7 separate regions of the Mus musculus genome follow, and regions 2, 3, 4, 5, 6 and 7 are each linked to region 1. The links are chromatin contacts, called in public promoter capture Hi-C maps. All regions are on one chromosome and are shown on one strand. The core of a region is the stretch at or near the end of the contact, and the rest is flanking DNA. Distances in the headings are between cores, read along the strand shown. Region 1 holds the start of Cnot1 (CCR4-NOT transcription complex, subunit 1). Region 2 holds the start of Tmem208 (transmembrane protein 208). Region 3 holds the start of Exoc3l (exocyst complex component 3-like). Region 4 holds the start of D230025D16Rik (RIKEN cDNA D230025D16 gene). Region 5 holds the start of Dync1li2 (dynein, cytoplasmic 1 light intermediate chain 2). Region 6 holds the start of Cmtm4 (CKLF-like MARVEL transmembrane domain containing 4). Region 7 holds the start of Tk2 (thymidine kinase 2, mitochondrial).

The links. Promoter capture Hi-C pulls out the DNA fragments that hold promoters and counts their contacts.
Region 2: a promoter capture Hi-C map of pre-B cells shows a contact between it and region 1, with 4 times the contacts expected there. The contact joins the promoter of Tmem208 here to the promoter of Cnot1 in region 1. A contact is called at or near these places in 4 of 39 promoter capture datasets (cranial neural crest, frontonasal cranial neural crest, maxillary cranial neural crest and 1 more) and 1 of 484 Hi-C or Micro-C datasets (CD8 T cells).
Region 3: a promoter capture Hi-C map of pre-B cells shows a contact between it and region 1. The contact joins the promoter of Exoc3l here to the promoter of Cnot1 in region 1. A contact is called at or near these places in 2 of 39 promoter capture datasets (cranial neural crest and pre-B cells).
Region 4: a promoter capture Hi-C map of pre-B cells shows a contact between it and region 1. The contact joins the promoter of D230025D16Rik here to the promoter of Cnot1 in region 1. A contact is called at or near these places in 5 of 39 promoter capture datasets (cranial neural crest, frontonasal cranial neural crest, maxillary cranial neural crest and 2 more).
Region 5: a promoter capture Hi-C map of second pharyngeal arch cranial neural crest shows a contact between it and region 1. The contact joins the promoter of Dync1li2 here to the promoter of Cnot1 in region 1. A contact is called at or near these places in 5 of 39 promoter capture datasets (cranial neural crest, frontonasal cranial neural crest, maxillary cranial neural crest and 2 more).
Region 6: a promoter capture Hi-C map of cranial neural crest shows a contact between it and region 1. The contact joins the promoter of Cmtm4 here to the promoter of Cnot1 in region 1. A contact is called at or near these places in 2 of 39 promoter capture datasets (cranial neural crest and liver).
Region 7: a contact with region 1 is called in a promoter capture Hi-C map of pre-B cells. The contact joins the promoter of Tk2 here to the promoter of Cnot1 in region 1. A contact is called at or near these places in 3 of 39 promoter capture datasets (cranial neural crest, pre-B cells and second pharyngeal arch cranial neural crest) and 1 of 484 Hi-C or Micro-C datasets (B cells).

Annotation. Positions count from the first base shown.
Region 1 is chr8:95,805,825-95,809,247 of GRCm38.p6, reverse strand. Cnot1 (CCR4-NOT transcription complex, subunit 1) reads left to right here and starts at 1,803. Exons shown (of 49, transcript NM_001372353.1): 1 at 1,803-1,915. It overlaps 4930513N10Rik (RIKEN cDNA 4930513N10 gene), which reads right to left and starts at 2,418. Exons shown (of 4, transcript NR_015574.3): 1 at 68-2,418.
Region 2 is chr8:105,324,547-105,327,969 of GRCm38.p6, reverse strand. Tmem208 (transmembrane protein 208) reads right to left here and starts at 1,593. Exons shown (of 6, transcript NM_025486.3): 1 at 1,496-1,593; 2 at 824-919. The coding sequence starts at 1,501. It overlaps Lrrc29 (leucine rich repeat containing 29), which reads left to right and starts at 1,702. Exons shown (of 7, transcript NM_001368408.1): 1 at 1,702-1,743. The coding sequence starts at 1,720.
Region 3 is chr8:105,294,327-105,297,749 of GRCm38.p6, reverse strand. Exoc3l (exocyst complex component 3-like) reads left to right here and starts at 1,637. Exons shown (of 14, transcript NM_177788.5): 1 at 1,637-1,844; 2 at 2,044-2,124; 3 at 2,315-2,490; 4 at 2,566-2,785. The coding sequence starts at 2,091. E2f4 (E2F transcription factor 4) reads right to left here and starts at 87. Exons shown (of 10, transcript NM_148952.1): 1 at 1-87. The coding sequence starts at 9.
Region 4 is chr8:105,223,253-105,226,675 of GRCm38.p6, reverse strand. D230025D16Rik (RIKEN cDNA D230025D16 gene) reads right to left here and starts at 1,489. Exons shown (of 16, transcript NM_145604.3): 1 at 1,190-1,489. The coding sequence starts at 1,253.
Region 5 is chr8:104,441,137-104,444,559 of GRCm38.p6, reverse strand. It overlaps Dync1li2 (dynein, cytoplasmic 1 light intermediate chain 2), which reads left to right and starts at 1,513. Exons shown (of 13, transcript NM_001013380.2): 1 at 1,513-1,865; 2 at 2,013-2,086. The coding sequence starts at 1,759.
Region 6 is chr8:104,393,940-104,397,362 of GRCm38.p6, reverse strand. Cmtm4 (CKLF-like MARVEL transmembrane domain containing 4) reads left to right here and starts at 1,556. Exons shown (of 4, transcript NM_153582.5): 1 at 1,556-1,912. The coding sequence starts at 1,727.
Region 7 is chr8:104,246,868-104,250,290 of GRCm38.p6, reverse strand. Tk2 (thymidine kinase 2, mitochondrial) reads left to right here and starts at 1,733. Exons shown (of 10, transcript NM_021028.3): 1 at 1,733-1,890; 2 at 2,607-2,644. The coding sequence starts at 1,758.

The DNA.
Region 1 (3,423 bases), core at 554-3,053:
AGATGGGCAGTGAGCTTAAGAATCTCCTCTAGGAGGCCCCGTTTATATCAGCTTTATTTCAGCTTACCTTCAGTTTGGGGGCAATTGAAGCTTGAACTAAACTGGTTGTAGAATTACAGAATTGATCTTGGGTAGTTGACTTGTATGTCCCCCTCCCCCTTCTCCAGAACAGTCTCAGTTCATCTTTGTCTCTCTTCTTCTTTAACAACAAAAGAAAACAAAACCCACAAAACGAAACAACCCCCATATTGCTAAATTGCACAAATAAAACATTGATAAAAAAAGTTCAAGATGGGGGCTGGAGAGGAGCTGTTTTTGCAGAGGTGCAGGGGTGGGTTTCCAGCACTCATAGAGCAGCTTACAACTTTACTGCTGAGACTCTCATCTCAGTCCCGGGGCATCCAATGCCTTCCTGGGTACCAGGTCCACACTCTCTAGGTGAACATATATATAGGCAAGCACTCAGACACTTTTTTTTTTTCATCTAGGGGTTGGAAAGATGGCACAGAGATTACAAGAGCTGGCTGCTTTTCCAGAGGACCCACCCAGTGGCTCACAACCGTTCACTTCCAGAGGGACGGGCATCCTCTTCTGACCTCTGAGGACATTGTACATGCATGGTGCATAGATTTACATGCAAGCAAACGCCTGTACACGTAAAATAAGTAATAAAAGTCTTTAACACATCTCTTTAAAGTTCAAATAGTACTGGTATGAGAGGTTACGTCTATTATCATCTCAGTATTTTGGAAGATTGCAAGGAGCTCAAGGTCAATTTATGCTTCTTAGTATGTTTCAGGCCAGCCTGGACTACAGTTGGGTTAACTGAAAGAGACCTTGTTTCAAAACTCAAACAAAAAGTCTAAAAGATAGGAGGACACAGTGGATAACGTAGCCTTTTATCCAAGAAGCAAAAGGCATTGGCATCCTTGAGAATAGCCAAGAGCAGGAGGAGAACTTCTGTTTCTATATCTCTGCAAAGCGTCCCTGCTTCAAAAGACAAATGGAAAACAAACTTTAAAAGAGCCAGGATTAGGTGGGCATCTGGGAGACTACATTCTCCAGCATGCATTGCTGCTCTAGGGCGCAGACAGTGATGGAAGAGACCACGTTACTTTTGCGACAGGAATAGGCGGGGCGTGCGACTACATAACCCAGGATGCAAAGGACCTCAACTTTGCCCCGCGTCTGACGCCTTCTGATGACTGGTGCTCCTTGCTAAAGAGATCCGAGGGGTGGACAATGCTTCCGCTGGGAACCCGCACAGCCTCTCGGACCGTGACATTTCGAAAGACGAAGGAAAGTAGACGAGCATCACCCTGTCTCTAAGTTAGAGTAGTTTGTGCGCAGGGTGGCAATGCATTAACGAGCTCCCTTCCGTATTTTTTTGTTTCCCGGAGGCAATGACCAGCCAGTCCCCATAGGTCGAACACCTCGAAGGCTTATGTCTTCGAGTCCCAAATCGAAGTTCCCAACGTCTAACCATTGGCTTACACCCGGGTGCGCAGGCGCCCAGACTCGGACCCAGTCCCAGGGCTGATGAGCGGCAATTGGCCTGAGCCCCGCAAACTAGGAGTCTGGATTGGTGGTTGCTAGCAGGAGCCTGGTTTCTTCCTCGACTTCTGCGAGTGATTAGTGTGTGATTGGTTTAAATCCGCGGGTACCCATCGGCGATTGGACCGCCGTTGCGGTCAGCGCGCGGCCATTGGCTGGGCGCTAGGGCCATCCCTCCGCCAAAGCGGGCAGCGAATGGTGAAATGGGAACTGGGAGGGGAAAGGCCGCGACGTGAGCGCGCGACCTCGGGCGCCATTTTGTCGAGAAAACAAGCGGAGTTAACCGAAGAGGGGGGTCGAGGAGAGCCGGAGTCGAGGACCCAGGAGTTTCCTGTGTCCAGCGCTGCGGGAGCCGACTGAGGTGAGGCGGGCTGGGGCTGCGGTTGGAGGTGGCGGAGGCTGGGAGTGTCAAGCTCGGGACGCGGGTCCGGGTGGGAGCGGTACCGGGGGTGGGGTGGACTGGGGACCCTGGAAGCCTTTTCCCGGGGCGTCGGGACTCGGGCAGGCGAGCCGGAGACGTGGAGCCAAGGCGGGAGGGGACGGACTCGGCCCGCTCGCGGCGGCTTTGCTCTCTTGGAGAAGGGAGACCGGGGGCTCACGTTCCTGGATTCGGAGCGCCCGGGCGCGGGTGAGCAGCTCCGGAGCGGCTCGGCCTGGAGGCCTTGCCTGGAGGCTTCGAGGATGGCGGCGGCGGAGGTGGCAGTTCGGATCCCAGGGCCTCGGCTCGCCGCGCGCGCAGGGCTGCAGCCTCCTCGGAGCGCACGAGCTCCTCAACTGTCCCTTTCCTCCCGGGCTCCCGGATGGGGGGCTATGGGCGCGGGCGCCCGCGGCCTACCTAGGTTCCTCGCTGGGCGGGCGGGCCAGGGGGCGGGTTTGGAGTTGCTGCCGATTCGTAGCGCTTTCCGGGGACTCCCTCCCCTCCTGCGCCCCCCAGCACGTTGTCAAGCCCCTCGCTTTTGGCTGCTTGGCGGTGGGAGGGGCGGGCGGGCGGGAGTGAGCACTTCCGTGTTACCCTTCTCGCTACAGGTTTTTTGTTCCACTCGCGCGCCCCGGCGCTCGCACTTTCTAACAAGTCGATAGCCCCCCAACTTAAGTCACCTAGGTCCCTGTGCGGTTGGTAGTGTTGGTTCTGCCTGTCCCAACGCCCCCAACCCTCCAACCGGCAACTACCGGCAGATGCCCACCAGTGAGCAGAATGCTTGTGGGTCTTGATTTGGTGCAGATCTTGGAGAGATCTTAGGTTAAGCCTAAGGCTAATAAGCAAACACATTTGGCCATGCCACCAGGTCCGGGAGGGAGCTCACCCACCTGTGCTCACAGACATTACTTGCAGGAGGAGTGCTTTGTAGGTTTTGAAAAGAAGTGCTTTTCAAAGTGTTGTATGGAAAATTAAGCTTCATGAGAGGTAAACGTTCCCCAGAAGTCACCTCGACAAATATTACAGTCCCACCTTCCGTGGACATTTAATCCAGGCAGGCCTTGTATCAGTGAGCTCTAGCCCCAGATGTCGAGTTTCTTTGGGGCCTATATACTTCTTTTTCCTCTCTATTCAAAACCGAGTAACAGTACTTGAGTTTTCCGGTTTTGTTGCAGTTCGGTCCCTTGTGATTACAATGGAGAGGGGGGGGAACCCAACAACAATCAGCCAATAATTGAGTGGGTGTACTGCTTATTAGAGAAAATACCAGCATTTCCCTCCTGACCTCTCTTTGGAAAAGTAGTATACATGTGTGAAAATGGTGGAGGTAGAAATGGGACCTGTTTTCAGTGCTGTGTGAGGACATTACAGATGGTTGTCCCATGGCAGGAAGACCTGATGATAGCAAGCAGGGCCTTGGCCTGAATGGCAGGCAGGATGTTAGTAAAGGT
Region 2 (3,423 bases), core at 344-2,843, 9.5 Mb before region 1:
AAGCTTGGTATGGCCTCAGTATAACAAATCTCAGCTGGGACTTTTTATTTATTTATTGTTGTTTTGCTTTGTTTCCCCTTCATTTCTTCATGTTTTGCTTCTATGTCTAGTTCATATTTCTTCTGTGCCTGGCTACTTTTTTTTTTTAAATGGTTTAAAATTAAAATACATTTTACATGTATGAGTGTTTTTGCCTGCAATGTATCTATGTGCACCATGTGCCTGACGCTGTGCCTGGTACCATAGAGGTCACAAGAGGGCATTGGATCCACTCAATGAGAAGGTTTCGAGCTACCATGTGGTGCCCCTGGAGTGGAACCGAGGTCCTCTGTAAGAGCGACAAGTGCTCTGACCACTCAGTCCCTGGATACTTTGGGGGGAGGAGGGCAGTGTTTGCTGGCGATGCTGGCAGAGCCTAGCCAAGGGCTCCACCACGGCGCTACACCTGCTCTCACTCTCTCGAATGAGACTTCAGTCTTTCTGTGGGGCTCTGGTTACCACTCAACACTCTGACCTCAGTCTTCCAAATAGCTAGAAATACAGTTATATGCCACTATGGCCAGCTTCACTTATTAACCCCATCACCCCTTTTTATTTTTATTTTTAATTTTTTTTTTTGAGATAGGATTTCTTTGTTACTCAAAGCTAACTTCAAACCGCCCATCTTTCTGCCTGAGCCTCCCTGGTGCAGGGATTACAGGCTGGTGTCTGCCTGGCTTCATTTCTTTACAACGTTCTCTTTTGGAGCCTTGGCTGTCATTTGCCAGCGCTCCTAATCAGATAGGAATGAGAGGGCAGAGAAAGCACAAGGCAAGCAACTTACGTTGGCTCCCAGTATGATCCGAAGGTAAAACTTGAGAGTTTCTTTGTTCTCTTCAAATATCTGTTTCTTCCCTCTGGTACCCACTTTTCCTTTGGGCTGCGGAGGGTTGGTGAGATGCTGTCAGAGCTGTTTTGCCTCAGTCCTCCTCACTCCCTGTACCAGCCTGGTTACCTGCAGCTTTATCTACCCCGCAGCCAAGTCCTTAGCGTGCTTTGTCAACCCTAGCAATCCCTGAGATACCGACCACTCCTCTAGTCCATCTTCCTAATATAGTTAGGACACCGACTTTACTGTACCCCCAGTTATGATCGCCTAATGCTCACCCCAAAACAATTCAAATTACGTTAGTATCTTCTTTGGCTTTCCTCGTAAGGTTCAGCTTTGGGTTGAGATCCTCTCCGGGAAAACTCCAGCGGAACTTAATGGCGTCCCTCTGGGGTAGTGGTTTAGATCTGGAACTGGCAACTACCCTCGCCCGCGCCCGCCCTAGCCTCCAACACTAGTCCTGGTGTAGTCCTGCACGGCCACTCTCCCCGCATCCCGTTCGGTCTAGCACAGTCCATTGGGTGGCGCCCCTCTCTGGCCCAGTGCCTTATGCCTTCGAGCCCTTCTGTTTTTACTTTCCCAACATCGGGAAAGCTTTGCCGGTGCAGACCACGCCTTGTCCCTTACCGCCATGGTGCGCAGCAGACACCCAGCCACTGAAACAAGGGCGAGTAACTGGAACTGCAGTCAGTAGACACCACATCGGCAGCACATGCACTTCCGGTAAAGAGCGCAATCGTTCGCTCCTGGGCGGAAGTGGATTTCATTTCCTTCCGAAGCCCCGCCCCCTGAGTCGGTGGGACTACACTTCCCAGAAAACCTTGCGTGGGGGCGGAGACGGCAGAACTGCGATGGCGGACTCGCTGCCTCTGGAGGTGAGAGGAAGCGAGCGGTCCTTCAGGCCTTGGTCGGGGACAGGCCCCGCCTTCGGGGTCCCGAGCTTTGGGGAAAGGCTATCTGACAGCTCGCCCGGCACCTCCCGCCAGGCGGAAACGAGCCGCCCGGCGGATCCCACGACCTGAAAACTCTGGGTAACGGTCCTCTTTGGGGCCACTTCGACCCCTTCGGTTGGGATACCATTCCCTCTTTACCCATTGGCCCCAGAAGATGGCTGCTCTGTCACCTCAATGAGGACGGACTCACTGCCCATCCCTTTCCCTTGAGATGGCCGTTCCCTCCCCCTCAGTTCTAGAAGATGTCCGCTCCACCGTCCCTGAAGGGTAATCAATTTTATCCCCATTGGCCCCTTGGAATGGTCGTTCCATTTCCTCCACCCCTCCCCCACCGTCCTCGCAGTTGGAAATAGACTGCTCCCGCCCCCTAGTTCTGGGGACCATACCCAATGTCCTTAATGTAAGACAAGCCTGCTCCTCATTCTAGACCCCTAGTGATGGCTGCCCCTGTATTATTCAACCCCATGGGGTGTTTGTTCCTTTAGCCAGGGGCAAGGAGATACAGATGCAGGCTTTGTGTCTTGCACCTTTTTTGAAATGGCTTCTCTATCCATTTTGCCCTGAGGGTTGGCAACCCCCTCTCGTTGCCCTAGGAAGTCAGGCCTTTTCCCTTGAGTCGTGACATCCTATTCCCTTTTGGCCCCAGAAGGTATCTATTCATCCCTGTAAACCCCATGGGTTACCAGTAGTAGTAATCTTTTGGGGTGCTCTCATGGGATGACCACTCCACCCCTATCTCTACTCCTCTAGTGCTAGAAAGGCATTTCTCAGGATAATGAATTATGTATGATCCTTTCCATTAAGACATGTTGTCCTTTAGCATGGCTCCCAGGGTTGATCATTCAGAAGATAGGTCAGCCACTCTCTTAGTCCAGTCTTCCCTCTTAGCCCCCTAGGGATGGGGGCTTAGTCATCCCAGTCCCATCCATACTCTTCCTCATGTCTCTCCTCTCTGGTCCTAGTCATTTTCCTCTGAATAGTAATCTCCTTTATCCCCCACCCCTTCCCTGAGCAAACCTTTGGTGAAAGTAGAGGCAAAGGACTATCTTTAGTCCAGTAAATACTGGGTGAGTACTGCGTATGTACTTAGCATCTGAGAAGAAAGGAGAAAACACAGCGGGGCTAGTGAAGTCACTGTAGAAGGACTTTGCAGAAAGAGCCCCACATACGGGAAAAGAGATGCTGTGTTGGTAGTGAGGATGGGCTGGGGGTGTTCTGGGAGCAGCAGGCCCAACCAGGCATGGAGGTCTGGACTGTGAGATTAGTGGTGAACCCAGGTTTTTCACGAGGGGCACTGAAACTGGACTATATATGGATTAGCAAGGCTGAACATAGAAGGAAACTGTAAAAGGAATCTAGCTCCATTGGATAAAATTTGGAGCTATTAATATGGTGATGTTGCAAAGGTAGAAATGCTGCTAACAGCCATCCAGTCCCTGAAGAACTGATCTAGGTGGTTTTAAAATGCCTTCACATCTTCATATACTTCAGACACGGAAGCTGAGAGAAGTCACATGCCTCTAATGGTTACTCTCTTGGGTAACTTTCTCCAGTAGAGCTGGGATCGGGGAAGTCTGGGTTAGCCTTGTCTAAACCGTCAGC
Region 3 (3,423 bases), core at 388-2,887, 9.5 Mb before region 1:
CTCCGCCATCGCGCCCGCCCGCCGCCTCCCCTCAGCCAGGCCAGGCGAGGCCGGCGGCGGCGCCACTTCCGCTTCCGTTCCTAGTCGCCGGGCCACCGGAGCTATCAAGGCTGCTTCCGCTTCCGTCTCGCGCCTTCCCAGGGTATCTGGTGCAACTCCCGTCTGCTGATCCGGACGCAAAACTCCGGGGGACCGTCGGCAAATGTATCATTAGCAAAGGAAACCAAAACAACTCCTTAGGGCAGCTAGGAAACCTGAAAAAATTGTATGGTAGGAAATGGAAGAAGTTAGTGAGCAGTACCGGCAGTTGAGAAGCGAGAACCACCCGACTCTTCCTTGCTAAGCTGCTTCTAGACTACTAACTGCCTGAACATTCCATCCAGGGAAGGGAAGCCATAAGCCACAAGCTTAGCCTATTTGCTTAAAACTTATTCTAAAGGCTTCCCTGATGTTCAGAGATAATTCCTGCTGTTCCTGTTACTTCCTGCCAAAACAGCAAGCACTAACAATAAATAGCTTGCATACTTCTATCTCTTATTTCGTTCCAGCATCATTTTTCGCTGGCCTCCATGCTACATACAGTTCACAGTGGCCAGGAGTCTTATTTCCAACCACTACTTAGTCCATGCAAAGGTGTTTGCCTGCGTGTGAATATAAGCAAAGCCTTTAAGGCATTTTCTGACACATGGGAAGAACTGTGTGTTTGCAAGTCTCATTTATTTTTGCAGTTTTTAAAGGTTTATATTATTATTATCATCATCATCATTATTATTATTGTGTGTGTATGTGTTTATGTTTGTCCACATGTGTGCAGGTGCTCAAGGAGGTTTAGAAGAGGGTGTCAGATCTCTGGGAGCTAGAGTTAACAGGCAGTTATTATTAGCTGCCGTGTAGGTGCTGGGAACTGAAGCCCTGTCCTCTGCAAGAGGAGCAAGTGCTCTGAGCCTCTGAGCCATCTTACCAGCTTGCAAGTCTTATTTATTTTTAACAGTGTTATCACTTATGGTTATGTCTTTATGACGGTCAGTCCCTCTAGGACACAAATTGCCTTCCCCAAATTGATTGATGATTCACACTTGTGAGAAAGCAGACTTCGGAAGCTCTAGTTATAATGGAGCCTGAAGTTGGGGTAGTCTTCCTGAGGTCTTAGCTGTCAACCCTTCTGACAGTAGGAAGTGAGGGTCTATTATGATGGGTGGATTTGGGTGGTGCTCCATTATATCTAGTGTCCTCCCTAGCTCCCCATCACTTACAGGAACAATGTAGCTTTTTGGATCCCTAACTGCCATCTCTCACTATTCTTTTGCCTCACCACATGTGATCTTTCCCCTACCAAGGCATATACCATCTGTGGTTCTCAGACTCGACTGCGGTTTGCTGAGGCTCTACCACATAGGGGGTCATCCTTCAAACCAGCTTGAGGCCAAATCAGCTTTAAATATGCATATGTGTTTCCGGAGTATTTAGAAGTCTAAGGTGGGCTGATCAAGACTTGGTGCTCACCGGGGGAGTCCACAGCTGCCCCCACCCAACAGGAAATGGCGCCCAGCGCTCCCCACCTCAATGCAGATGCTTTTCCTGTTGGGAATAAAGTGCCAGAGACTCAACTTCCTTCCTTTCTGCTTTGAAGGAGGGGCCTTGGGGGAGAAGTAGGGGTTTCTGGGCCGTGAAGTGGGAGAGAGGCTTCCTTGGGGAGAGGAATTTGGCTGCTGGTGCCAAAGGAGCTGGAGTCCCTCCGGTCCCGTGAGCAGTGAGGGTGTGCCCAGCTCTGCAGGAGCGAGAAGGCTACTCTCAAGGCCAAGGCCACTTGCAGAGGAGGGAGAACTGGACACCGGTCAGATCTGGTAAGTTCTGTACCAAACTATCCTGGGCGTTACAGAGCAGGAAAGGGGACTTACAGTTTTGCCTATTTGCATAGTCCAAGCCAGAGGACTGAGGCCTCCCAGGTATCCCCTTCTTACTTCCTGAAGGGGGTAGGCAAGGACCCTGCTCCTCTTTCTCAGCGGAGCCCAAGGAACATCCGCTCTGCCTGATCTCCTCCAGGCACTCGCTCCCACTCCTACCACATCGGCAGCAGCTCTAGGCAAACTATGGACAGCAAGATACAGCCCACACTTCGTCCTGGTATGAGCCTCGTTGGCTGGGCTTGGGGAAGGATGATGTCAAGACAAATGGGAATTAGTGGGGTTGGGTTTTCCCGTCAGGTCTAGCTAGAGCTCTATAGGATTGCCAAGAGTGGGGCTGTCCCGAGGAAACAGAAGAGCAGCAGGTGCGTTAGCCACAGGCCCTCCCTGACTGACACAACCAACCCCAGGATCTTCCTGCCCAAGGCCTGAGTGGCCAGAGCAGGAGAGGGCCGAACAGCTGGCTCGGGGTGCAGCACTCAAGTGGGCTTCAGGCATCTTCTACCGGCCAGAGCAGCTGACCAGGCTGGGCCAGTACCGAAGCCGTGAAATACAGCGTAACTATTCCCTGGAAGCAAGAATTAAGGTGGGTGAGGAGCAGGAGTGTTAGACTGGGCTGGAGGGCTGGCCAGGCCTTAGGAGCGGCTACCTCTCTCCACAGTCAGTGGTGCAGTCCTACCTGGAAGGTGTGCAGACTGGTGTGTGGCAGCTGACCCGAGCCCTCGAGGCTGTGCAGGGAACTCGTGAAGCTTTGAGCCAGGCCCATCACTTACTAAAGGGTTTGTCTCGGACCTCACAAACCCTGGAACCCCTGAGGGAATGTGTTGTCCAGCACAAACAACTTCAGATCCTGACTCGGTTGTTGCCAAGGCTACAAGCAGGTGAGTGGGGGCGGGGAAAGCGGAGGTGGAGAGCCCTGGACTTTAGCTTCTAAGAATCCACAAATCCCATTCTGATCAGCAGCTGGGGCACTAGGAAAGGGATTACATGGAGAGAGACACCAGGGACATCCCAGAGAATAATCCCAGCTTCAAAGAGTGTGAGAAATAGGCGCAGTCGCCTCATCCTGGGCTTCTCAGGCTTGGGATGTTAAAGTCAGCACGGGAATTCCATGAAGTGGCTATAGCCACAGTAGTTTACTTACTGAAAGAACGTTGGCTGTAGCTCTGGTAGAGCATGTGTTTAGTATGTGCAAGGCCCTAAATTCAATCTCAGGCATCACCCCAAATAACACATATATACAAAGTACAATACATACCTGCATCCATACATATATACATCAATGTACACACACATACATAACAATACATATGTAGTTATGTTTGTAAGTATTTCATAACAAGATTGGCAAATAGCAACCAGCATGGCCTTCCATTTATTTTGTCTGCCTGTAACATTTTTTTAAGATTTATTTATTTTTTATTTATACGAGCACACTGCAGCTGTCTTCAGATACACTAGAAAAGTGCATCGGATCCCATTACAGATGGCTGTGAGCCATCATGTGGTTGCTAGGGAT
Region 4 (3,423 bases), core at 240-2,739, 9.4 Mb before region 1:
CTAAATCAAACAAAGAGATACACAGTCTCAGTAAACCATCTGTAGCTGTGGGTCTTAACCAGTCCTGGGATGTCCAGACTAGGTAGGAGTTGTCCAGGGGAGAAAAAAATGTTAATCAGAAGTCAAACATCATTTGCTTTTCAACCACGCTCTTGATGCCTCATATGAGGTTGAATGGAACATGTTCATAGCAGATTAAATTTTGAGAAGTCTACAGGAACAGGCAGTCTAAGTTCTGAGAACCAAGAGCCCTTGATGAAACTGGCTTTTATAATGGGCAAGAAAGAGGCAGGCAGCCACCAAGCCCCAGCAATCTACCCAGCTAGGTAATTCCAATATGCTGTCTCTATAGACAGAGTCGTCTACATTCAAGGATAAGCCATAAACAAATGGAGCAGCTGACTCAGTCCAAGAGCTCCCAGTAGAGAGACAGAGGTTGAGGCCCACACAAACAAGCAGCAGGAACACCTTTTCCCAGCCCCTTCGCTTAGTGCTGCCACTAAGTAAACACACTGGAGTCACTAAATGCAAATACTCTTGTTCACATACGAAGGCCAACTCTCCCCAAGTGACCTAACTGATTTGTCTACCAAGCCAATGTGTAATTTCCACTTCACTCAATTTCAACTTTTAACTCTGGTATCTGGTATTGCGACACCACACGTTAAGAGTACATTTCAAAAGAGAAGAAAACAAGTCGAGAGTTCCTTTTAGAAAAGCAAGCTCATTCCCCCACCACCCCCATCTGATTGTGAGGCATGAGCTTAGGTTTCCCCCACTCCCCTAAAACCAGAGAGAGACAGATCAGAGACCAGAGTGTTGATTAGGTGTGCTACCTAGTTCTTAACTATTAGAGTCAGCAAAATGGGCATAATACTATCGATATTCAGACTTCAGGGAGTTGTATTAGAGATAAATTCAAAAGAGCAGGACCTTCCCACTCCACTAAGTATTTGGTGTGTACTGGCTATTACTATCATAGAGGTCCAAAGAAGGACCCTGCTGAGACATCGCTGATCCTATGACAGACGGGAGGAGCGGGATTCTAAAGCCCGGAGCCGAAAGACTAAAGGGTGAGAAAAGGCGAAGAACCGCGGGCGCAGGGGCATCTGGGGCAGGAACCAGAAGCGGAAGGGACTAGGGAGAATTAAGGGCCAGCCAACAGGATCCCAAAAGACCCCACACTCACCCAGAGTGAATTCCCATTGCTCGTTCCCCAGAGAGCGTTCAGGCACCACCTCCAGGTCCAGCATTGGGTCGGTTCGCTGGGCCGGGCGGCCTCCCTGCGGCAGCGCAGACAGGACCCGGCCTGAGGAGAGCACGCAGCTGCTGACTGGTCGCTCTCGCCAGCCCGCGGACGTCCGGCTCTCCACTCGGTTCCGGGCGGCGACGGCAGCACGAACACAACAACACACTTCACCTCCCTTCAACCTCCCGGGCAGCAGCCCCGGCAGGAGAGGCTGTAGCAACAGCAGCGCCCAGAGCAACTGCAGCAAAAGTGGCGTGCCGGGCCGTAAAGCGTGGCAAAGGCGGGGCTAAATCATGAAGGCGGGGCTTGAGGCGGAGTCGCGCACGCGCAAACTCTGGATCAGAGGCCAGACCCGCGCGGGTAGAGCTGGAGGGAAGAGCAGCTGCTTTAGAACTTAGGGGCCACATTCCAGAGGTCCTGAAACTGCACAGCGCACCATATATGCCTACGCAAGAAAAGGCACAAGGCGGGAAACATGTCACACAAAAATAAAGTCTTCCGTCTGCACACTTGTCCCACTAATCTGCACTAGGAACAAAACGGACAGGAAGGACCCAGTCCCAGAGACTCACGGCCCCGCGGACCATTATCAAGCTTGTCACGTACTGACGCTGGCTGCCACTGCCTAAATTGTTCAGAAACCTACTCTCCTTGGACCCAGTGGTCTCTGAGCAGGGTCCACCTCAGAGTCGAGGATGTATGAGTCCGTTGGCAAGGGTTAGAGCGAGAGGATTTGAGTTAGAAGGCTGAAGAGTTCCGGGCCAGGTCTCATTTCCAGAAATGCTCAACCTAGGGAATACTTTCTAAGCACAGAGGCTGCCTCCTGCAGCTCCGCCTGGAGTCACCATTGCTGCTTGCCAATGCTTTATGGTAGTGACTAAAGCTCTTAAGTGTTCTGTGCCTCCGTTTCCAGTGAGTAGAAGAGGGGCTCCTCTAGTTATTCAGCCAGAATTTTCGGCTTGCTTGCTCTAGGGCACCCTAAAATTAAAAGGCAGCTGAGGCCTCTTTTGATGACAAGACCTCACACCCTCAGTCTCATTTTATAGACGAATAAATGAGGCACAAGGAGGGTAAAGACTTTACCCAAGCTTCCTTGATCCTAGGCAGCAAAGCTCGATTCCCATTATGTTTCCTAAGGGTAGTATTTAGCAGGGAACTAAGTGACAGACTAAATACTCAAACTGGCTATAAAGAAGCCTAACAGTGGATACGTCACAAAATTTCAAGTCAGTGCTATGGGATTAAACAAAATAAAATAAAAATAGTAGAACGTCTTTGAGAAGCATTGCTGCACGCCAAAACAACTGGGTCACTGGGCTGTCTGTCCAGTGGGAAAGTGGCTGCAGAAACGCTGACGTGTGTAGCTAGCTATGTTTAGAGGCTGGGTGTGCTGATTTGTGCCTGCTTGGAATCCCAGCAGTTGGGAGTGAGGCAGTAAAGAAGTTCAAGGTTAGGCCAGCCTGGTCTACAAAGTGAGCTCAGGACAGCCAGGGCTATACAGAGAAACCCTGTCTCGAAAAACAAAAAACAAAAAACAAACAAACAAAAAAAGAAGTTCAAGGTCGGGCTGGAGAGATGGCTCAGCTGTTTAGAGAAGTCAGTGCTCTTCCAGAGGTCCTGAGTTCAATTCCCAGCAACGACATGGTGGCTCACAACCATCTGTAATGGGATCTGATGCCCTCTTCTGGGGTGTCTGAAGACAGCTGTGGTGTACCCATACACATAAAAACAAGCATAACTTAAAAAAAAAAACGTTCAAGGCCATGCTGGGCTACAAAATGAGTTCAAGGCCAACTTGAGATAAAGTAGACGCTGGCTCAAAACAAAACAAAAGAAGGTGGACCCTTCCCCCACCAACTTTCTAAATTGAATTCTAATGCAAAGCAGAGTAGGAATAGTTATATGCTAACAATAACCAAGCAAGCAAGCACCAAACACTAGCTTTTATTTATGAGGAGGGGAAAGGGTCTGGGTTCTGAATAGGGATGCGGTAGGCTGAGCGGAATCTCAGGAAAAGAAAGACAAAGTCCCAGGCTTCTAAATAGGAAGAAAAACGATTTTTAAAGTTTGGATAAGCCACAAAACTGGGAATAATATTGAAGCAACTCCTAGGAGACTCCCAGTTGGTGTAGTGTGTAGTGATTTCTGTGAATTCAGGATGTTATCTTTGCTTA
Region 5 (3,423 bases), core at 264-2,763, 8.6 Mb before region 1:
CCCTTTTACATCCAGTCTCCCCACTACCTTCTCCACTCAAGAAAAGCAGTCACAGCTGCTTGTTCTGCTGTGAAATATTGACTCTCTGAAAAATAGGATTTAAAAAAGCAAAAAAAACAGAAACCTTGCAGGGCAGTGGGGGCACTCCTAGCCCTCCAAAGGCAGAGGCAGGTGGATCTCCGAGTTCAAGGCCAGCCTGGCCTACAGAGTAAGTTCGAAGACAGCAAGGGCTACACAGAGAAACCCTGTCTCAAACAACAACAACAACAATAAAATTGGTAAAGCAAAGCCAAAAGTATTGTTAACTGTGGTGGTAAAAATCATTCACAGTTTAATAAAGTCTACAAAGGAGGAGATGAAAAACAACATTCTGAGGATTTGTGATAAACTTTCAATGAGCATCCTGAAAATTAAGCCATATAATAGTTGAAGAAACATGGCTGGAGAGATGGCTCAGCGGTTAAGAGCATTAACTACTCTTCCAAAGGACCTGGGTTCAATTCCCAGTACCCACAGGGCAGCTCACAACCATCTGTAATCCCAGTTACAAGGGGTTCAGACACTCTCTTCTGCCCTCCACAGGCATTGCATACACATAGTGGACAGATATGCAAGCAGACAAAGCACCTATACACATTTAATAAAAGTAAAACTAAAAGAGTAATGACTGGAAGTGGCAGGATACCACCTCTAGAACTGGGTCTTGGGGCTGTTTTGAGACAGGGTATCTTAGGGTTAGTGCTGTGATGAAATACCATGACCAAAAGCAAGTTGGGAAGGAAAGAGTTTATTTCATCTTACCCTTCCAGATCATAATCCATCATTGGAGGAAGTCAGGACAGGGTCTCAAGCAGGGCTAAAACCTGGGGGCAGGAACCGATGCAGAGGCCATGGAGGGGTGCTGCTTACTGGCTTGCTCAGCCAGCCCAGGCATGGCACCACCCACAATGGCATTTCTTCAATTGAGCTTCCTTCTTCCCTGATGACTCTAATTGACACACAAAACTAGCCGGCACACAGGGTCTCACTATGTAGCCCTGGCTACCCTCGAACTTGCTATGTAGACCAGGATGGCTTCAAATGTATAGAGTTCCTCCCGCCTCTGCCTCCTGAATGCTGGGATTAAAGGCGTGTGACACCATGTGCAACCATTTTAAAATTAATTTTTTTGAAGTAGGCTCTCACATAGCTCATGCTCAACTTAAACTTACCAAGTAGTCTAAGACTTCTGATCCCTCCCCCTCCCCCCCTCCCCGCCCCCACCAGCTGCCCATTGCTGGTATGACAGGACATGCAAATATCTATGTCCAGTCATTTTTTTGTGGATCTTCGTTCATGTTTGGCCCATTTTCTTTTAAACTTCTGAGCTGTAGTTTCCTCACCTCACTTATTAAGAATTAAACAAGATTCAATGAGATCGCTTTATAAATATGGTTGTCTAGCTTGAGTTCATTCCAAAGCTTGGACTTGCCGCATCAGAGGCTGCCCTGCAGGGGTCGCCAGCGCGCTCTCGGTCTGGTGGCGTCCGCGGCTCCACCTCCCGCGTAAGGCTGTCCGGCTGGCTGCCTGACCCAGCAACGTCCCTAGCTGCGGCGATCCCACGTCCCGCAGACGCACGAGGACACCGCGGGCCCGTCGGGACGCGCTGGATAACGGAGCTTCTGCGGCGTTGCGGGCGGGCAGCGCGGCCCGGCCGGGGTCCTTGCGGGTCCTCGGCGGGCCCGGGGGAGGGCCCTCTTTGTGGCTGCAGTTGGCAAGATGGCGCCGGTGGGGGTGGAGAAGAAGCTGCTGCTGGGTCCCAACGGGCCCGCAGTGGCGGCCGCCGGCGACCTGACAAGTGAAGAGGAGGAAGGCCAGAGTCTATGGTGAGGAGCGTATAGAGCCGCAGATGGCGCGGCCGGACCGGGAGCGGGCCGGAGCGGGCAGGACCGTGGGCAGACATTGATGGGCAGTCGTGGGCCGAGCGGTCCTAGGCGGTCCCGCGCTGACCACTCTTGTCATTGTCGCCGCAGGTCTTCGATCTTGAGCGAAGTGTCCACCCGTGCCAGGTCCAAGCTGCCGTCCGGCAAAAACATTCTGGTGTTCGGTGAGCAGCGGGGTACTGCCCTGGGGCGCAGGGGTGGGTCAGGCGGCGCCCCTCCCACTGGTTCCCAGGCTTCTCCACCCTTAGCGCCTGCTTGTCGCTTGCCTGCCTGGGAGGGCACCCTGGACTCTGGCAGGGTAGCTGCTGAGTCTCCAAGCCCACACCTCTACTGACCCCCTAGAATGCAGCTCCGTTTGGAGTCCAGTGATGTGATGTGGGCTTGGGGCATTGGGGCACATTCCTTCAGTCTTTTGGCTGAGCCTTCTTCAGCCTTGACTCGGTTCATCGGTTAGCCTTGTGCTCACCAAGTTGAGGATGTGGAGGAAGGAAAAAGAGGATGTGCAGGCTGGATGGAGAAGATGAGGGAAGTAGGTGACCTGGACTGGGAAACTGAGGAGATGGACGAAGTCTTTTCTTCAGTCTTCATGGGCAGGCAGCAGAGCTTGGGAGTCAGCCCCAGGAACTTTCTTGCATAAATCCTGCCCTCACTGCTGGGTTGCCCAGTCAGTCATTTAACCTCTCTGGCTTCAGTTATCTCCTTCAAATGAAAGGGATTATATGCGTTCACCTGCAATGCTGTTTGTAGAGTAGGAAATGAGGGCTGAGCAGTGGGACAGTACAGACAGTCTTAGACACCCTGAAAGAATCCCAGTGGAGCCGAGGCAGATGTGTGCGTGGTTGCATCGCATCTCTCATGTCAAGAGCAGACTGCTGTGGGCGCATCACACTGCTTGATGTGTTGAGAGAGCGCTTGTGGAATCAGGTATCTTGAAGGGTAATTGCCTAGGTGCAAGCACATCAAGATAGTAGGGTGAATCGTTTGGGCACTGTCAAAAGCCTTTTTTTTTTTTTTTTTTTTTTTTTTTGCAATAGAGGATAAAGATGAGGTCAGATCATGAAAGTCTGGAGGACTAATCGGCTTTCCTGGAGACTCCTGATTTTCAGATTTTTATCTTCTTCCACCCTTCCCCAAGCCTTATGGAAATGACTGCATGGTGATGTCCGTGTGTTTCTCTCATCCAATGGCCAGGGTGGTAGGTTATAGCCAGGTCTGTGCTTTAGGGAGATAACTCAGGCTTCCTGGGGCCAGCTAGGTCAGAATGAACAGGAGCTGAGGTCATGCTGACAGGCGCTCTTCCAGGCCCCGGGTGGATTGTGGCCCTCGTGAAAAGGGTGAGCATTGTGGAGGAAGGAAGATCCTCGTGGACTGCCTTTCCTTTCTTATGTTCTCAGATTCCATAGTGTTGAATCCAAGGATGCCCAGAGATGTTTGGTAATGGTTCTCGTTCAGGTTTAGAGTGCATCTAGATGAGGGGGTGGCTATAGCTAATCCTAGGGAG
Region 6 (3,423 bases), core at 307-2,806, 8.6 Mb before region 1:
ACGGCAAGCTTGGATGTCCATTCTCTTAGATGTGCCGTATCAGTTGCTGTGTGCACATTTCTCTCCAGCATCTAGTGTTCTATCCTTTGTCTCCGTTCCTACTCATTGTCCCTGGGGTATCAATAGACCTTTGTAGCTGCCATTTCAGGAGGGTTTTAAGAGAGAGTAGAGTTTGTCTTCAAGGATTTATTGTTTTGTTTTTTTGAGACAGGGTTTCTCTGTGTAGCCCTGGCTGTCCTGGAACTCACTCTGTAGACCAGGCTGGCCTCGAACTCAGAAATCCGCCTGCCTCTGCCTCCCAACTGCTGGGATTAAAGGCGTGTGCCACCACTGCCCGGCTGTCTTCAAGTTTTTAAAAAAGCTATTAACATTTGTCCTTGGGGTGGCAGGACTCTGGTGTGTGCTTTTGGAGGCCAGAGGACAGCTTGTAAGGACTGGCTCTCTTCTTTCACCCATGGGTCACAGGAACTAAACAAAGGTGGTCAGATTTGGTGGCAAACACTCTTACCCACTGAGACTTCTCAACATCCCTGTCCTCAATTCTTAGCATATTGCTTAGCTTACAGTAAGTGTCCCCCCCCCCTCAAAATATTTAGTAAGTCAAATAATATAAATATTGAAGCTGGTATCCTTTCAGCTTTGGAAATAGACCTTGTGTTCTACTCATTGAATATTTGGTGCCCTTGGACAAGCCACTTCTACTCTGAAAGCTTTGTCTCCACTTGTGTAAAATAGTAATGATTATAACACTTCATTTGGTGCCTTCCTCAAGGACCGGAACAGATCTGTATTCAGGGTGCTGAAAGGTTCAGTGTCAAAGTGACAATTCTTAGAAAGTTAGTGTTTTACTTAAGCTTAAAATTAGTCTTCACACTTGAATGACAAATTGGTCTATAATTAATGCCTCCAGGGCAAAATTTGAGTGTCGCCTAGCTTGATGCTTAGAGGTAGCAAAACTTTTCTCAGCCAGGATAGGGAACTGATATTAGTTGCCAAGCACCTACTGTGTGCTCATATATTTCTCCTATGCCAGCATGCTGGATCCCAAATTGACACTGGGGTTGTGTGGATTCTGCGGGCTCCATTAACCCCGACCTCCCCCACCCCCTCACAGGCTGTACCTCTGACACAGAATAGGGTTGTCTCAGTGTGCCCAGCGTGGGAACACACACACTTAAACCTGCAGACGATCCCACTTTCTCTAAAGCAGGCTCTAAGGCTGCGGGCAGAGAAAACAGCTTTGTGACTCTTTGGTCAGTCTCCATTCTCTCCACCCTTTTTCCCTCTTTTGGTCTGGGCCTTTCCTTGCAAGGGCCGCCGGCGACCACCCCGGAGTCTGGGCCAGACGCCCAGCAGGTGAGGGCGTGGTGGGGGCGTGACTAAGGCTCCTCACCGGCCCCGCCCCAACCTGCAACGCCCCTCCTCTCCCCCACGACCCCCCGCCCCCAGCCCTCAGCGCCCCGCCCCTCCCCGCGCCGGCCGCAGTCTCCGCCCCCTCCGGGCCGGCGCGCGGCTCCCGCCTCCTTCCCTCGGCGCCCGCTCCCGCCTCCCTCCCTTTCCGCTGCCGAGGCGGCGGGAGCCGAGCCCCAGCGGACCGAGCCGCGGCCGCAGCGGGCGGCGGGCGCAGAGGCGGCGGCGGTGGGGTGGTCTGGCGACGGCGATGCGGCGGCCGCTCTGAGCCTGCCCGCTCCAGGCGCCGGGGGAACCGGCCGCGCGGGGCGGCAGCATGCGGGGCGGCGAGGAGCTGGACGGCTTCGAGGGCGAGGCCTCGAGCACCTCCATGATCTCGGGCGCCAGCAGCCCGTACCAACCCACCACCGAGCCGGTGAGCCAGCGCCGCGGGCTGGCCGGCCTGCGCTGCGACCCGGACTACCTGCGCGGCGCGCTCGGCCGCCTCAAGGTCGCCCAAGTGGTAGGTGCCGGGCGGGGCTCCAGGTACGAGCGGGCGGGTCGGCGGCCTAGCCCGCGCCTTCTTTACCCGCACCCGGCCGCGGGGGAAGGCCCGGCCGACCAGAGTCGGGTTCGGGCTGCGCGGTCCCCGCTCCGCGCACTCCGTACTCCGAGGTCCTTGGGCTGCAGTCCCTGCTCCTCTGGGGACCGCGCCCTCGGCCGGAGTCTGCCTTTTGCAGCTCCGAAGCCTCAGGGGTGCCTGGTGCCTGCACACCTGCTCCGGGGCCTACCTGTGCCCTCCCTGCTTCATCGACAAGAGGTTGGTGCGCAGAGCCGGTTGCGAGGGCCGTGCCATCGCCTGGCTACTACTGTGCTTAGCAACTTGTAGCAGGTTTTCCGGCTCGCGTAACCCCCAGACGGTTCTCTGCTAACAGAGGCCGGGGGCTGTGGCATGGTTTCCTCCCTGGCGCCTAGCAGGGTGCCCAGCAGATGGTGGATGCTCAATAAATATTTGTTGAATGGAGGCGTGTAGCCCAGATGCAGTGGGGGAGTCCAGATCTACCCACAAAGCCTCCAGTCTTTACTGCGGACGTTGGCTTCCTTCATAGCATCCTGTAGTCTCAGCACTGGTGGTGGCTTCTTGGGACTGCCCAAATTGGTACCCAGAGTTAAGTCACTCTGGGAGGGCGGCCAGTTTGGGAGGTGACAGATACGGGGAACTTTCTGTTGGACTTAGGCATTCGAGAGCACATTTCTTGGTGGGTCCCCCCCCCCCCGCGACCCCCCAGAGTGTTTGGTTCAGGGGCTTGTGGGTTCTGTTTCGGTTTTGTGGTTTTGTAGCAGGTCCCTTTGGGCAGTGTAGTTTATCTTTGTGGTGGACTGGGCACAGTCCAGTTTAAAAAAAAAACCTTTGTATTCCTCCTATTCTCTGTCACAGGTAGCCTTTCACCGAGGCCTCAAAACTTTATAGACTTGTCACCCTGACAGAGAAGCCCTTTGCACAGAACTGCAACATATTTGCATTTTCCTTCTGGGAGCGGCAGGCCTGTTCGGCTTATTAACTGAGTGCATACGTTAATCTTTCTTGGGAGAAATACCATATGTGGACACCCTTTAAATAAAGGTCCCTGTGTTTGTAGGTTGTAGACTCATGGAGAGTTTCCTCTCTTCTCTGCGGAAGGCTTGGTCTTCTGATGCCTAGTTTTAAAGGGCATTAGTGAGAAATAAGTGGAGCAAGTTCCCTATCTTTACATTTTAAAACACTCTTAATCCAGGAATCTGGAATGTTCTCAGGGATACCAAGCTTCTGTTAGCCATTGCTATTAGCAGAGAGAATGTCGGTGTGGGAGCGATACGTAATCCTTTTTTTAAAAGAGCTAGCTAGCTAATGTTTGAGTGCGGTGTAGATAATCAGAAGTAAGAAAAGGGCAGGGCTGAACTTGGAGCCAGAAGGTGGACTCCAGGGCCTGGTCAGGGACCTTCTTAGTTTACTTAGCAGGCCTTTGAAAGTAAGGACAACTCTTAACTTGCCTC
Region 7 (3,423 bases), core at 484-2,983, 8.4 Mb before region 1:
AAATTCTATAAAGCAAGGATCTGTCTGCTTCTCTGCTCGAAGGGTCCCCATGGTCTGGGCCACTCATCAATAGCTATAGAATATATAGCCTGAACTTATGGCCTGGCCCTGTTAGTCTGTCCTTGCTCTCAGAACGTGCAAGCCTGTCTCTAGAGTACTTTTCGCCTCCCACTGCTGTTAGTTGTCCCACAGTTTATAAAGTGCTCCGGTGTAGCCAGGACAAACCATCTTGGAGCATTTCATGATGATAGACACAGGAAGAATATGTCACTTCCATTATGTGAATTAAGTCTCATGATTTCTTTTGGAGAACTGAATAACCACCCGTCCTAGTTTGCTTCTCTGTGATAAAACAAACACTGACCAAAAGCAATTTGGGGGAAGAAAGGGTTATTTGGCTTACAGGAGGGAAGACAAAGTAGGAACTCAAGGCTGGAACCGGAGGCAGAAGAAGCAGAAGCAGAAGAACTAAGAGTGTTTATCAGCTTCAGTAGTTCTCTGGTTTGCTCATTCATAAAGACCCGCAGCTCACCTGCCCAGGGACAGCATTGCCCATAGCAAGGAGGCAAAAAACAAAAACAAAACAAAACAACAACAACAACAAAACCCCTCCTTCATCAATTAGCAACAGGAATATGCTCCACAGACATGCGCACAGGCCAATCTGCCGCAGCCAGTTTCTCAATTGAGGCTCCCTTTCCCGAGGTGTTTCTAGTTTGTGTTGCCTTGGTAAGAATTAACTAGCCCACAACCCCAGTCCATTTAGATCTCTTTGGATCCTGCCCATCTAAGATCTGTTCATTTGGCTGAATCTGATCAACAGTTACCAACAATCTCACCCCAAGACGCTCACACACACACACACACACACACACACACACACACACACAACTGTCGACTTTGAATTTGAAGATTTTATTTGCCTTTACTAGGTGCCTAGCAAATAAACAGGAAGCCCTGTTAGGGTGATGGCTTTTTTGTTACAGATCTAAAAGAGTAAAACAAAACCCAGAAAATGTCTTTCTTCATTTTGCCCAAGACGACTGCCAGCATCTTGCCACCTGGAAGAAGTGGAAATCTTCTTTACACGCATTGTAACTGCCCATATACAGTCAAGGCGGCAACATCTGGGCTTATTGGTCTTGAATGGGTGAATTATAGTACCCAAGCTTATTTTTGCTTACAAGTTGGCCTTACATGCTTTTTTTCTTATCCCTTTTTTGTTCATTCAGGGGAGATATTCGTTATGCTTTCCCGAGGAACATTAAAATCCAAACGTTGAAAATGTCAAAGACTGTAACATTTGGGAACAATGGCTTTCACGGCCCTCTCACCTGTGTCCCTCACACTGTTTTTTGTGATGGTGGGGATTAAACCTAGGAGGGCCCTTTGAAGCCCAAGGACAAGCTTGGAAAATGTTCCCAAGTTTGACAAGGTCTACTTGCAGAGTATTTTCGAAGGAAAATACAGGACATCCTGAGTAGGCGGTGCGAGGTGTGGATGGAGCCGGCAACCAAGGAAGTAATCGGATATACTAAGCAGTCCCCGGCATTATTATGCCATCCATTCTCTAAATCTACTTGGGTCAGGGCCATTCTGCGGTCTGTAAGTGGGGAAATCCTCACTTTGAATCTCTTCGGTGTAGCCTAGAGGGAGAAATACTAGCGGATCCCTTAAGGGGCGGGGCCGGACAAGGGGTGGGGCGGGGCTCCAGGACGCACCGGAAGGAAGTAGGACTTGCACATCAGCCAGGGACTATGCTGCTGCGGTCGCTGCGTAGTTGGGCTGCCCGGTCCCTGCGTAGCGTGGGCCCGGGGAGCTCCGGGAGCCCCGGGAGCCTCGATTCGGGCGCCGGGCCGCTGTGGGCACCTCGCCGCGCCTGGCCTCCGGGTAACTAGTGCTTTTGTGCCACCTCGTAGGGGCCACACTGAACCCCGCCCCCTCACCTGCTAGTCCCCAGGAAGGGTCTGGGGACTGTGGGACCCTAATGAACTGTCAGGATCGGCACTTAGTGGGGCTCAAACGCGGCTTCTCGGCCCATTTTTTTAATTTTTATTTTTTATTGTCAGATTCTTTAGGCTTGGGAGGTGGCTAGTTGGGGCACGAGCTGTATTTAATCAGCTCTTAGTGGATGCAGGTGTCTGCGGACCTAGGGGGCGGGTTCAGGCTTGCGACTTTCTCCTCTTGCTGGCAGTGCGGATCTTTCTCTTCGGAAATGGAAGCCAGGTGACATAGCTTTCATTGGCCTCGGGCTGCTGCTGCCAGGTGGGTTGGCAGTGTTGCCAGTCTTGGCCTAGACAGCCTGGGTCCCAACCCTTGGAATCTCTCAGAGTGTAGGTTATCCCTGGGTGCGCTGTGAAGATCCTAAGCACACAATCCAGGTGAAACGGAAAGTAGAATGTACCGAGCAAAGGAAACTAAGCAAGCACACATGGGCCTGGGCCCAGTACAGCGACACATACGGACCCAACTGTAGAGAGTCCCAAGAATGGCAAACATTTTTTGTAAGCCAGGGAACACGCATACGCAATGACTGTGTGGTCATTTATCAGGTCAGCACAGAGCAGAGTGAATAATTGAAACATCGATTTCCTTTCCTTTTTTAGATAAAGATAGAGAAAATGATAAGGAGAAAAAAGCAGTGGTAAGTTTCTCTTTGCATGCTTTCTCCAGCGTAATTTCGGTTTGGTTTTGTTTTTTTTTTTTTTTTTTTTTTTGAGGCGGAGAACAAAAACAATGGTGCGCACAGTGAAAAACCAAACCCAAGACGATATCCAGGGTCACAAATCTCTCTTCCTTCTTGTGGCCCGGTTCCTCTCCTTAGATTCCATCACCGTTAGCCATTTCTTGTGTGTACGGGCGGGAGTGGGGCCTCGAGCTGCATTCAGGTAGTAAGCACTCATGTTCAGGTGTTTGTGAACTGCCAAAGATGCTGACCGAGCCATCTAAACGGCTTAAATTGCATCTATTTGCTTCACTGCCGATTGCCCCGCCCAGATGTGGGGGGAAGTGTTCTTCTCACTTCCTTCTGCTGTCTAGTGGAGACCAGAGAATCCACGAGGGACCTCAGGGTGGCCTCAGTCAGGAGGTGCTTGACAGGCAGGCTCTGGGGGTTGGGGCTGTGAGGTCAAAGGAAGTGCAAGTTAGACAGGTTTAAATGTTGCAGCAGTATTTTGGTTACCACCAGCCCAAGGGTTCAGTTTCTTCCTTTGAGATCATCTCACCCCAGGCTGGCCTCAAACTTGTGATCCTTCGGCTTCGACCCCTCCTGAACACTGGGATTTCAGTTGTGTGTCACTCCCAAGTGGTCAGGGCCCGTTTCTGTAAGGGAGCTGAAAGCCTTGAGCTCAGATGGCTGGGGAGAAGGCAGCTGGAGCACCTTAGTGCCTCTGGAGGGTGGAAGGTGTGCCCTCCTGTACCCCT